Regions from separate parts of the Mus musculus genome. Here region 1 is linked to region 2. Evidence: chromatin contacts called from public promoter capture Hi-C data. All regions are on one chromosome and are shown on one strand. The core of a region is the stretch at or near the end of the contact, and the rest is flanking DNA. Distances in the headings are between cores, read along the strand shown.

The links. Promoter capture Hi-C pulls out the DNA fragments that hold promoters and counts their contacts.
Region 1: a promoter capture Hi-C map of 3T3-L1-derived adipocytes shows a contact between it and region 2, with 4 times the contacts expected there. The contact joins the promoter of Phlda3 here to the enhancer-like site in region 2. A contact is called at or near these places in 12 of 39 promoter capture datasets (the 3T3-L1 cell line, 3T3-L1-derived adipocytes, the HPC-7 cell line and 5 more), 1 of 15 datasets of contacts at CTCF or cohesin (embryonic stem cells), 20 of 484 Hi-C or Micro-C datasets (B cells, ECoMG myeloid progenitors, the G1E-ER4 cell line and 11 more), 9 of 115 datasets of contacts at active chromatin or transcription factors (the NIH/3T3 cell line, bone marrow-derived dendritic cells, bone marrow-derived macrophages and 5 more) and 2 of 9 other capture datasets (adipose tissue and pancreatic islet).

What each region holds. Positions count from the first base shown.
Region 1 is chr1:135,762,800-135,769,923 of GRCm38.p6, reverse strand. Phlda3 (pleckstrin homology like domain, family A, member 3) reads right to left here and starts at 3,839. Exons shown (of 2, transcript NM_013750.2): 1 at 3,030-3,839; 2 at 790-1,446. The coding sequence starts at 3,475. The coding sequence ends at 3,098.
Region 2 is chr1:135,535,647-135,542,298 of GRCm38.p6, reverse strand. Nav1 (neuron navigator 1) reads left to right here. Exons shown (of 30, transcript NM_173437.2): 2 at 5,000-5,102. Among named protein-coding and RNA genes, the nearest start is that of Gm32940, 27 kb to the right of the region's middle. Within about 2 kb of position 1,803, at least 45 of the 459 cell types and tissues checked have an H3K27ac peak or open chromatin away from gene starts, as enhancers often do. A contact at or near this core is called in 3T3-L1-derived adipocytes, the NIH/3T3 cell line, bone marrow-derived macrophages and 4 more, where this site is marked.

The DNA.
Region 1 (7,124 bases), core at 2,590-5,089, 230 kb before region 2:
CTAGGTTAGCATGGAAGATGATGGGTTTTTTGACCTAGTGGGATGAAGCTATCCACAGGGTGATAGTAGACTAATGAGATAATAAGTGAGATAATGGTTAACTGTCAACCATACAACCATCTTTACACCCATATTCGACTGTAAGATACAGTTCCCATCCCACATGAGAGAGACTGCTGAGGACCGAGGGACACAGACAGGAAAAGGAAAAGTTTGATTAAAAAACAAGAGACACCAGAAGGTGTGAAACATGAGAAGCCAAAGGTTATTAAAGAGACTTCAAATGACTACGAAGTAAGTTCCCTCGGCCTCGTTCCTTCTGGAGAGACTCTGAAGCAGGTCACTGCTCCGCATCAGGGAGGGGAGGGAGACTTGCTGGTTATACTGGGAAAGGTCACAGGGGACACTCCACAGCCGGTTCTGTCTAACTCAAGGCCCCAATTCCTCTGCTGATTCCCATGTAGAAACAACTAAGGAAGTCTTAATTACGTATTAATGTGTGAATCTGCATGTGTAAACCACACGGAGAGAAGCCTACCTGGAAACTAGAGTCACTTCCCAGGTTAGTAGGGACAAAGTCACCCTCTACAGAAGAGGCAGCTGCAGGACTTGACATTCTTCAGTCACACTGGGGCCCTTCCTTCCTATGGCCGATGAGGCCATGTCTACTGGGGGTACAGTGCTTGTACCCCTCAAGTTACATCTTTCAGAGGGCCTGTGGACTAGAGAAGAGATGTTCCAAAGCTCTAGGTGTCCTGTACTTAAAAGAATTTCACTCAGTAGACAGCGTGGTTACTGCCCACGAACTGGGCCTCTTCATTCTGGAATAAGCATGAAATGGTAAAGGGCCAACCCTTACCCCACCCCCACCCCCTCCAGGCCCAACACCGAAGTGAGGAGAGGGCAACAGGGGTGAGGGAAGAAGTGTGCAAAGAAAGGGTACAGATGGGCGGGGGGGTCCCAAAAGGACCTAAGCAGCAGGAGACCCCCCCCAGGCACAGGACTCCAGCCCAGCAGACCCCCCTCCACAAGCTGAGTCCAGTGGCTGTCCTAAGGTAAGGTGGTCATCTTCTGGACCCCAGGCTGGCCTCCTGAGTTCTGAGGCACTGGCTTAGCACGCCATGAAGAACAGCCAGCCCTTCTTTGGGCATGTCTCAAAGCCAGAGGTCAAACAGCAGTCTGCAGAACCCAGAACCAAGGGCTGGACCAGGTAAGGCCCAAGTCATGATACTGGAGGCCAGGCCTGTGGCTCGCAAGTCTGAGCTGGATATAACAACAGTCTTAGTGTCCAGGAACTGAATCTTCATGCTCAGCCCCTACTGGCTTCTGCTCTCCGTCTCTGGCTGGTTGGCTCCTTCCATGATGATAGGTTTATCTTCCTCATGTTGATAGCTTCTGGCTCATCACATGTAGCCAGGTCCCAACCAACCAAAGTGGACAGAGAAGCTGGAAAGCAAGAACAGTGGTTAGGATGGTTGGTTTATTGCATGCCTCACACCAGGTCTTCTCAACCTGTCTACACCAGAACAGAAGGAAATAATGTGACCACTCCTGTTATCCACAGGGAACAGGTTCCATCCAGGTCATGCCACAGACACTAAAATCCGGGGGCTTCTTTCTCTAACCGGGTGTAGTTTTGCATATAACCTATGCAAACCTCCCATATGCTTGCAGTCATCCCTGTATTATTGTTAATACCTAACACAATGTAATGTTATATAAATTGTCATTAAACTATACTGTTTGGGAAATGATTGACAAGAAAAAAAAAAGGTCTGTGAGTGTTAGGGAAACATTTTTTCCCCCAAGTATTTTTTGACCAGGGATTGACTGGAGAAATGGACAGAAGGCTGATGACATGCTGTGGTCAGTGGAAGCTGCTTCCTCCAGCCCCTCTCTGCGTCCTAAGGGATCATGGTGGACCCATTCTTAGCCCAGAGGGTTTGCTTTACAGCTTCTCTATGGGGGGGGGGGCAGCAAACCAGAGTCTCAAAGGGGCTGGAACACCAGATAATCCCTAGGCTCAGTTGACCTCTGTTTGCTGGAGATGGAAGAGGAGATGGATGAGGTACTTTGGGTGGTGTAGCTGGGTTCAGAGGGACCAAAGCTTCCGTTGGAGAAGTTAAGGGCAGAATTATATAAACCCCAGCTCTGATTCCCATGAGGAGGGAGTAGTATCTGGGGAAGAGGGCACACGGCTAAATGCCATGGCTTCTAGGTTCTATTCTTGGTCCCTCCCTTGAGCCATTCTAACCACAAACCAACCCCCCCACCCCCCACCTTCTGCCTTTAGGAGGATTAAGACATCATGAATAGAGATGCATGGCCCCATCCTGTTCTCAGCCACCCATCCCTCTTCTAGCTTCTCCTCCTCTGGCCCAGCATGCCTTTGGCCAGCACTCATGGATAGGCCAGGCCTATCATCCCTGCAATGATGTCCCGGCCACATCTCACATTCCACATCTCACACTCCTTTATGCTCCCACACCTCAGCCCTGGAGCCCCAGATCCATTATCAAGAATGAGTTTTTGAAGCCATTGGCTCAGCCCAGCCTTCCACTGAGGCCCCACGTAGGGACCTAAGACAGCATGGTTTTGTTCGCAAGCCCTTATAACTCCTTCGATAACTACACCGTAGTGAGTTGTCATCGCAGTTCAACACTTACATTCTCCAGCATGCATTCATTCTGGAAGACAGTCATACAACGCAGGAGTCCTATGGTGAGTGAACCAATCTCTGAGGAGGCCTATCCCACCCGTGCTCTCTCTCCGTGCTCCCACCCATCTTCCTCTCCGACACTTGGGTTACATTAAGGACCCTCCTGCCTGGTGCCCTAGGGAAAGGGCCTGCTCTGCTCACTTGGCAAAAGGCCCGGCTTCCAAAAACACATTCTCTTCGGATCTACGCTCTGTTGGTCCCAACAACCTTCTCTGGGATCGTCCAGCTTTGGGATAGAAATCAAAGCCCCTGGTTTTCTATAGAGAGCAGAGGAGGAAGAAGAGAGAGGATTCAGTGCTCTGGGACTCACCTGACATGTCTTCTGGGCACGGAGATGGGAGAGGGGGGGCATGTCGATAAAATGATACGCCTCATGGTTTAGGACACAAGGGTCCCAGTCCCAAGACTCTGCCGGGCCCGCACAGTCTGGATGGCCTGTTGATTCTTGAACTTGACCAGGCCCAGGGTGATCTGAGCGTTCCAGCCAGGGTCTTCGAGGGGGCAGCGGAAGTCGATCTCGCCCCCGCCTTCGGTCACTAGCGTGAAGTAGATGTGGCGCCCGGTGCTCTCTACGCACTCCACGGCTTTGATGCGGGCGAAGCTGAGCTCCTTGGGCCGGCCGCCCGTGCCCTTGGCCTCGAAGAGCTGCAGCCCGCGCTCGGTGAGCACGCAGCGCTTCCGCTTCCACAGCTGCAGCAGCCCGCCGCTGCGCTTCTCCAGCACGCCCTCCTTCAGCACGGTCGCCGCCGCCGTCATGGGCACCCCGAGGTTCCCACAGCTCTGGAGGCTGCGGCGATCCCGGCTGTCCCGGCTCTACAGCGCCGGCTTCTCGCGCCCTGGAGCTGGTTGGCCTTGCTCCCTGTGCGGTCGAGCCTGCGGCCCGGGCCGCCTCGCAGACAGCGGGTACCGGGAGGCTCGTGCGATGCTACTCTCTCGCCGCCGGCTTGGAACCCTGCGCGCCGCTTCGACCTCCCCGAGCCTCTACCCGGTGCCCTGCGCCTCGCCGCCCGCACGCCCGCTCCCCTGCGCTCCGTCTGCGAGCTGGGCGGCTGCTGGCGGGATGTGCCCTTACATGTTCCACCGCTCGCCTCCTGCGCCGCCCGCCGCGCATTCCTGCCCCGCTGGCCCTCCCCTCTGCGCCGCGCACCCGCCCGGACAGGGCCCCGGGGGGCGGGGCTGCAGTGGGGCTCCAACACCCATCAGCAGCGCGGGCCCGGGAGGGGGCTGCTTTCTCAATAGCCTGCGGGCTGCCCCTTCTTAAAACACCGCTCCGAGCCCCTCACCCGACCCCCAGCCTCAACCGTTCACCCCGGCCTCACACCCGGGGCATAGCAGAAGGAGAAAGAGGAGAAGTGGGGGAGGGCCGAGGATCCTCTCCTAGAGGAGCCAGGTCATTGCTGGCCTGGGGTGGGGCCGGCTTGACGATAACGCAGTGGCACCATGGCAGGGTGGGTGTCAAATACCCGCTGCTTCTCAGAGCACGAGAGTTCTGGTCGCCCAGCCTCTGCCAAAAGCTAGTGTTGGGTCTGTCCACCATCATCAGCAGATGTCTCTCTGCTGGGCTCAAGGGAGGCTGGCCACAGATCTGACAACCTACTCTCCCACCTTTCCCTGCCTCTACTTAGGTAGGCGTTAGAAAATAGTGTGTATAAAGTGGGGAGAGAGAAATCCTGATGGATCAATGGGAAGTAGACACACGTGCTGTGGGTGTGGGGTTGTCTCACAGAGCATTGACTTGGAGCCCAACCATGCCTACTGCAGTTAGCCCTCAGCCTTGTGGCTTCTCTGCAGAGTCCACAGCAGAGAATGGGCTTCTCCTGGGACACTATGCTGAAGGGAGACAGGCTTTTCTCAGTTGACTTCAAACCTCTCCTACCTGGCCAATGGCTCTAACCTTATTCCATACTTTCATGTATCAAATGGGATAACTAATCCATTCTGATCTGGTAGGATTGTTGCGAAGAGCAACTTAGTGACCATTCGTGAAGACCCGGGACAGATCTGCCAACTCAGTTATTTCTCTCTTCCTACTATGTCTTCCATCATATAAGGTCAGAAGCCGGAGAAAGATGTCTCTCCTAGGACCTCCCTCATCTGGCCCTCTTGGTCAACCCCTCCAGGCCAAAGTTTCTTAAACACCTACTCATGGACATGTTAATCGTAAAGGTTCTGGGACTAATGATAAATAATTAGTCAGAAAGAAGACCTCTTTGTACTCACACCTCCTGTTTTGGTCCTCGGTGTCGAAAAACTAACGGGCACAGGGAGGATTCTGTTGTGAGCCGGGGGTATCCTCCCCTGCAGAACCAAGCCAGCTGTGGAGAGAAAGAGTCATCAGTTTCCCATCCAGAGCCCTGTCTGTCCCTCCCTCTGACCTTCTCCCTGTCCCTCAGCTCCCAACTCCCACAATGCCACTCCAGGAGAGAGATTAGACAGTGCCCTTAGGGACTTGTCGGCCAGCCACTATGGTGTGGCTTTCCCCTCAGCCTTCTTCTAGGGACTGCTGAGTTGACCAACCTGGCAGAATCCTGCCTTAACCAACCCTCTCTCCTTTAGGAAATGGGGGTGGGAGTGGGACCGGGAGGAGTGTCTCCATTGAGCCCATCTCTACTGCTTCCTTCTCGTTCACTGATGCTTTCTATAACTACTGGATCATTCTCAAGACAAAATTTACAGAGCCCTCCCCCATGCTTTAAATTCTCATGAGAGATAGGGCATAGTGTTTTGCTCACATTTTCTCATGAGGGAAAAAAAAAACAAGGCAGAGAACTCAAACAACTTAACCGGGATCCTGCAGCTTTGTAATCAGAGAGTCTAGGGCATGAATGTATTGGTGGCTTACAGGACCTGGAATCTGCTGGTGACATCACCCTGCCTCTCCATAAACACTGAGCCCTTGTAACACATGACATGGCCACCCACACTCTTTCCTTACTGGCTGGAGGGTTAGAGGCTTCTAAGCGGTGGAGAAAGGAAGGGAAAGGGTGGTGACATCAGGTAAAAAGAGAGTGAGCAAAGGGGCCTAGGAGGAAACTCCGTGGAGCATCATGCTCTGGGCCCCTCTACTGCTGTCCCAATGGCCAGAGTCAGTCTTTGGAATCCAGGAGTCATCTTGAGACCCTGCAGTCACGTGACCTCCTGGGGTTAGGAAAGATAATTCAGTTCCCCCCAGGACTGGCTTCTTTCCTGGAAGCCCTATCTGAGGGGGACTCAGGTCCGGGTTGTACTAATTAAATATTGAGATCAAGTTTCCAAGAGCAGAGGGTGCAGAGCGTGCCTCCCCATCAGGGTTACTACACCAGGAGCAGGAACCAGGCCCCTGACCCGGGGAAGGAAGGTTGGGTCCTGGGACTCTGATTGGACTCTTACTGACTTGTTGACCCCACATGGGACAGATGGACAGAATGTCCCCTGTAGCAACTCAGAGCTGCCACCTCCCCTTCCCCCTACCAAATAGAAAGCTGATCTGCCCTGTCAGGCAAGCTGAGTCCAGCTGTTTGGGGCTGACTCAAAATGCCCTGAGGAGGGGGCAGGGAGTGAGCCAAGAATGTCTCTAGCTATGAATGTCCCATTCTACATTCTACTTACTGTAAGGACGGAAGAGACCACGCGGAGGGACACGCACAGCTGGGTGAAGAGCCACAGTCAGCCAACCAACCAACAAAGTAACTGGATTTATCTTTTTAATCATTTATTTTTATTTTATGTGCTTTGGTGCTTTGCCTACATTTATATCTGTATTTGTGAGCTACCACGTGGGTGCTGGGAATTGAACTCAGGTCCTGTGGAAGAACAGTCAGTACTCAGCTGAGCCAGCTCTCCAGTGGAGTATTCTCTCCAGCCCTAGAGCTATTGTTTTAAACATTTACTTGAAGAAATTAAGCCAGGGAGTAATACATTGCTAGACAAAGGAACAGCAGTAAAGATAATTTTATCGACAGTGTAGAACGTGGCAGAGGGATGCAGAGCTGTAATAACTACAAATAAAAGCAAAAGGATAAAACAGGCAAGGCTGAAGCAGTGGTGGTGCACGCCTTCAGTCCAGCACCCAGCAGGTAGAGGCAGGCAAATCTCTGAGTTTCGGGCCAACCTGGTCTACAAAGCAAGTTTCAGGACAGCCAGGGCTACACAGAGAAACTTTGTCTAGGGGGATGGAGGGTAAAAAAAAAAAAAAAAATCAAGGTTTTTCTTGTCTAAAATAAATGTAAACAAATTTTCAAAAATAAAATATATTAATATTAAATTTTAAACTAATCCAGCATAATAATACACACCTATAATCCCAGCACTCCAGAGGCAGGAGGACTGCCACAAGTTTGAGGCTAGTCTGGTCTACATCTAGGCTGGGTTGAGCTACATAGTAAGACCCTGTCTCAAAAGAAAAAAAAAGTCAACTATGTAAAAT
Region 2 (6,652 bases), core at 554-3,053:
TCGCTGTCTGCCCACTTCTGCCTTCTGCCAGGTCGATCCCAGCTGTCTGTCCAGGCAGTTTGCTGTGTGCCAGGCTCTACACTAAGTGTGATAGTGAGCTAGGCCCTTAAGCCTCGCTGCAGTGAGGTCATTCCACTCTCTATTTAGCAGAAAGCAAACCGGTAGCAAGATGAAGTAACCTGTTCAGGGCCAGCCCGGCTGCGGAGAGGCAGTGGGTGGACCTAGATGGTGGGTTTTCTTTTTTTCTTTTTTTTTTCCATTTTTTATTAGGTATTTAGCTCATTTTCATTTCCAATGCTATACCAAAAGTCCCCCATACCCACCCCCTCCACTCCCCTACCCACCCACTGCCCCTTTTTGGCCCTGGCGTTCCCCTGTACTGGGGCATATAAAGTTTGCAAGTCCAATGGGCCTCTCTTTGCAGTGATGGCCGACTAGGCCATCTTTGGGTTTTCTTCTTGATACTAAAAACTGTGTTGTTTTTGTTGTTTGCTTGTCAGTTTGAGACAGGGTTTCTCTGTGTAGCCCTGGCTGTCCTGAAACTCACTCTGTAGACCAGACTGACCCCAAACTCAGAGTTCTGCTGGCCTCTGCCTCTCGAATGCTCAGATTAAATTAGTGAGCCACAGCTACCGGCCTAAGATCTATGTTCTTGACACCACAGTGAAAGTCCGTTTCTCCCCGGTGTCCAGCTCTTTAGCTTAGCAGGAAACCTTGTCTTAGCATTCTTGGGAGGCCTGTTCCCCTTGTCTGATGCCGGGCAGGTAGAAGGAATCTGTTCACATCACATACACACACACACACACACACACACACACACACACACACACACACCCTGGACCTTTCCTTCTCAGATGCAGACTGCCTCTTTTCCTCATGAATGTCTTAGTCACCTTCCTGTCTCACAATGGGAGGTAGAACCGCCCAAACCACTCCATGTGTGTATCTGCAGGATTGTAGAAGACTGTATGGACACACCTTGGTGAGATGTGCATATTCTGAGGCAAGGTATTATAATGGAAAGAATAGGGGAGTTGGAATCCAGACAAATATAACGAATCAAATGAAATACCACAAAGTCATATGTTTAGCGTCCTGCCTCACATGGGGCAAACATGGGGCTCCGGCATTACTGTGTGCATGCACCTGTGTGTCAAGTGTATTTGACTGATGATCTGTAGTGAGACTCCTCAGACACACATGATACACACACACACACACACACACACACACACACACACACATATCCTGGGAGCCATGATGTGCTCTGCAAAAGCTTAGCTGTAACGTGCACAGAGGTCTCACATAGGTTGGAAACATCCTGAACAGTAGGAAGAGACTCCTCCGTCTTTGACAGACCTCAGCATTTTCCTCCCAGACCACATCCTGAGACCACAGGGTTGACCGAGACACGGAGAGGCAGCCTCCAAGACATCGGGACATAACCAGGAGAATAATGTTTTAGGTAATGTTAATGTCATCACAAATCGCTAGTGCTTTGAATGGCTCCATCCCTTCCCAGATCTTCATTCTCACTGCAGACAGTGAGAGAGAGGCTGGATGCTGGGGTAGAACAGGGCACAGAGGGGCGAGGGTAAGGGGTAGGGTGAGTTCTTTGGAAAATATAACTTAATAAAGGCTAAGCATGGAAAATTTACTTGGAGATCAGAAGTATAACTATCACCCACACACACATACATACCACACACACACACACACACACACACACACACACACACACAGAGCAGACCCAGCTGTGGAAATGTAAGGTGTCATACTGTATCTGGCCACTAGGGGCCACTGCTGAGGCACCCATGGAGCTTTAGGGTGTAGCCGCTTCTGGAGAATCCCAGCCAGGGCACTGAACAGATCCGGCCATTCCCGTTAAATCAAGCCTTCTTGCCTCTCTAAGCCTACCCTGGGGTCTGCAGATCACTCTTAGTCTCTCTGCCATCCCTAGATGGCTGTGCTCCTGCACCTTGGCCTCCCACCTCTATGATACGCAGGACTGGGCCAAGCCATTTCCAGAACCTTGGTATTTTTGGTTTTTGAAGAGTCGTCCTGGTGTGTGTGTGTGTGTGTGTGTGTGTGTGTGTGTGTGTGTGTGTGTGTGTACACTACTCTACTCTGTTGATATGGAAAAATGTAGGGGTTGGGGTAGAGGTCTTTGAGGAGGTTGGGGAGAGAAGGCACCATGATACCATGATTTTTTTTTTTTTTTTTTTTTTTTTTTTGGTTCTTCTAGACAGGGTTTCTCTGAATAACCCTAGCTGTCCTGGAACTCACTTTGTAGACCAGGCTGGCCTCGAACTCAGAAATCCACCTGCCTCTGCCTCCCAAGTTCTGGGATTAAAGGCGTGCGCCACCACCGCCCGGCTGCACCATGATTGTTATATCAGAAGTTGGTATATTGTTCTCTGTCACTACCAAGATTCTGGGTTCTAATTCCCATCATTCCCTGCTGTGCCCCCAAAGCCTAGAGAATTAGGAGTGAAGCTGGCCAACTGTATGGCTTAAACATTTTTTCTTAAAGAGACGGGGACATTTTTAATGCCACAATATCCAACACACAGACATATACAACATTATGCACACATACATACATATACACACATACATACACAAATATACCCATACGCACGCATTTATGAAAAAATTTAAATGGTGGTAGCACTCACTAAATCTTGGAATATCATTAAGCACTTACTGTATGCAGTCACTGTACATGTCACTGCTGACACAGGAATGCCCAGTGTTACATCAAAAGAGGTTGAGTTTCTTTCAGACTCTAGCTCTACCCTGTGCTTATGCTAGCTGTGTGGCCTTGAGGAATTTATTTGATCTCGAAGTGTCAGTGTTCTCATCTGTAAAATGGAACAATAGCACAAATCTCCCATTGGGATTCCACTGGATGATGTGTGCAGAGGACTGGGCACACCCAGAAGCCTCTGAATAACTCTCCGTCACTTTCCTCTTTGGAAACATCCTTTGGAGATATGTGCACCTTGGCTCATTTCCGTCCAAACTATAGAAGGCATCACCCTTCTGTGAAACCCATGCCTTGTTCTTGATCCCACATAGGGTCTTGTGAACTAAACCTTAAAATATATAGGTGTACACTGTTTGACCCTGACTGTGTCCCGTGCCAAGCCATCACTTAAAGGCAGGGAGCAGCTCACCAGGCGACACTTGCCAGGATAAACAGGCATTGGCAGCCAGCGAGATGACGCCAGGGCTGTGGACAGAGCTCAGACCCCGGGCATGGAGGCCTGCCATTTCTCCTTGTTCCTTGACACCAACAGGGAGCCCTGAGTACATGAGACTGGCTTGAGAAGCTAGGGGACAGGGACAGGACCTCAAGGGAGGAAGACAGAGATGGCTGGGCTCAGGATTGGAGCTGGCCCAAGAAGAAGGTGCCCCAGAGACTCTGAGAAGAGCCATACAGCATGGCCCTTCCACCCCACCCAGCCGCTCTTGGCCAAACAGCCGGTGACAGTCAGACAGCCGGTGACAGTCAGACATCCTGAGCTCAGTCTTGAAAAAAAAAAAAACAAAAATACCTCTTGGGGGATTCAGAAATGTTCTCTTTGGCGGCCAGAAGGAGCTTGCTCCCCTGCCGAGTCTGTGGGTGGGGAGAGGCTGGGCCTGGGAGTAGGGTAAGGTTGGCTTGCACAGAGGGCTGGAAGGGTTGAGGAAGGGAGGAGAGGGCTGGTCTCACTCTTATCTCTGTCACTTACTACTGAAGCCAACTCTTGAGGAGGATTGGGAAAGCTGGGTCCTTCAGTGACAGTGACTTTGGATCCCTATGTAAAAGGTTATCCATGGGACACGGTCCAAGAGCCTCGTTAGTGTCCTCAGAGCCTAGCACAGTCCTGGTACCAAGTTGAGTTGGAGTCTTTGGATTATTTTTGGTTTGGTTTGGTTTGGGTTTTTGTTGTTGTTGTTTGCTTTTTTAAGAGGTTTTTCTGTTTTTCTTTCTTTCATTTCCTTCTTCTTTTTTTTTTTTTCTTTTTCTCTTTTGAAACAGGGCCTCACTATGTAACCTCAGCTGGCCTAGAACTTGATATGTAAACCAGACTATCCTCAAACTCATATTCACCATCCTCTGCCTTCTGAGTGCTAGGATGAAAGGTGTGCCCTACCACGCCCAGCCCCAAGTGGGATTTGATAAAGATTTCTTTGGTGGATCAATAGAAGGGAGAAGGTCTTGTGGTTGTTCTGTCATTTGGATGCTATTTCCATCCCTAGATGGGAGAAAGTGTGAGGCTTCGTGTACGGTTAGAGGCTCTCTCGTCTGCCCAGGCTAATATGATCCTGCCTGGAAACCAAGGCTAAGCACAGGGATCCTGACTGGGTCAGACTCTGGCCCCGCCCATGCTTCTTCCTCACTCGCGATTCTAACTCTTGGATAGGGTCTGAACTACCCCAGAAGATGGCTGTTCATCTCCCGCTCCCACTAGCCACCTCACCTTTAGGAGGCTCTCAGAGGCCTCTTAGACCCCTCAGAGCAACCCCATGTGTCCCAACCCTTCGAACGATATGTTCTGTGATATGTTGACAAATGGAAACTCACCGTGTAGGGATACTTATATGGTGGAACTAGGCAAGCTCTGCTCGTCAGAGTGTCCCCTCCTCCAAGAGCCCTAAGCACACACCAACACACTGCTCCAGAGGAGGTTGGGGGGGGGGTCAGGGGTGTCCCATTTCATTCTACCACAGGAAACCAAAGCCAGAGGCAACAGTGGTCATTCAGGGAGAGGCTCTGAGGGGTCCTATCTGTAGCCCTTGTTGGGTATGGGGCTTCAGCCAGCCCAGGACACACATGGAGGTCTTTAGCTGCACCTGCACTGTCAGTCATCTTTGAGGAACAGAAGAAGCAGGTGGCTGGCCCCAGGGTCTGGCTTCTGGGAGATAATGGTGTCTGCCTCCCATTCCCTTACTCCCAGGTCCCTTCAAGGAGTCCTCTCCTCTCACCGCCTCTTTCTTTTCTCCTCGCCAGATCCAGAGTCGCAGAGAAAGAGAACAGTACAGAACGTTCTGGATCTCCGACAGAACCTGGAAGAAACCATGTCCAGCCTGCGAGGCTCCCAGGTGACTCACAGGTGAGCTTGGGCTGCCCTTGGTGATGTGCTCTTACTGGGTCTGGAGGGCAAGGGCCGGTGTCTCCCCACACCTCCACATGGCCATCCCAGGTTGACCAGAGGGCCTTGGCCTCTGTGAACACAGGCATTTGGGGCCCCCGTATTGCCAGCGCTACAAAGAAAGGGGAACTCGGCACCACTGCAGAAACCCTGCTCAGTCTTGCCTTTGCTTATGGTTGAACACAGGCTATCATCCGTGACGGTGGCTGGGTATGGGTGGAAAGCCAGGTGTGCAGTTTGTGGTACCTGTTCTCTCTGTGGGCTACAGTCTCCTCCTTTTTCAAGAGGCCTTTGTTTACTGAACACCCCTTCACCCCTCCTCCTTTTCAGTCCCATCCCTCTGGGATGCTAGTACCCCGCATCCCAACACCTGGGTTCATCAGCCCTCTACCAGCCAGGTGTCCTCGAGTCTCTTCTATCACTCCTAAAGGAGGGCTGAGTGCCCAACAGGGTCTACATACTGGTACCCAGAAAATCAACCCAGTGGTATCCCCTCTTGTTCCCCCAGCCCTTACAGAAACCCCCAAGCCCCCAGCTATAGGGTACACAGCCCTCCCTCAGCCTTTTTCCCCAAGAGCAGCATTCTGGCACCAACCCCTCCGTGAGTCAGAATTTCCCATTCAGTTCCTCTGGGCTTCCCTGGGCTGTTCAGATGAGCTCATACTGTCAGCTCTAAGGGGGACAGAGGGCCCAGCTGAGTTCTGAGGGGGGAGGTGAGCAGGCAGCCAAGACTGGGAAATCGTGGAGCATGGACATAGAGGGCCTGTTTATTAAGAACCAGAAGCCTCCTCAGTTGAACTAGAGGTAGGTTCCTCTCTGTCTCCTGGTGCTAGAAAACTGAATGCAAATTTGGGACATGGGGAAAGGGAGTTTTATTAGCTCAGGGCACAGCCAGCCAGAGGAGTATCCAGACACACCTTCATGCCTTCAATGTCAGAGGACCTGTTACCTTTAGGGCATCATTGCAGTCTCTGTGGGAGCACATAACTGTTGCTGAACCTCGGCCTTGGGAGCCTTCATCCATTGGCCTTAGGGCTTCTTGTTGAGACCTTTCTCCTCCCCTTACCCCCTACAGGCCCACTCATATCCCTGACTTGAAAAAGCTGGCTCTTACCCTGGTGGTGGTGAAACTCGCCTTTAATCCCAGCACTTGGGAGGCAAAGGCAGGTGGATTTCTGAGTTCAAAACCAGCCTGGTCTACAGAGTGAGTTCCAGGACTGCCAGGGCTACATAGAGAAACCCTGTCTCGAAAAACAAAAAACAAAAAAACAAAAAACAAAAAAAAAAGGAAAGAAAGAAAGAAAGAAAAGAGTTGGCTCTTAGTCCCAGATGCCTAAGCATCTTTCTGAGGACTAGGAGGAGGCAGTCAGGGAAGTAAGGGGAAAGTGGTCTGTGTTGCTTCAGGAGCCTTGGTACAGCCCCTGCCCATCCCACAAGCCCTAAATAGGAATCCAGATAGAGATAGAGTGGAGGCTCTAACTCAGCTGTTATCCAACAGTTTAGCCCCCTAT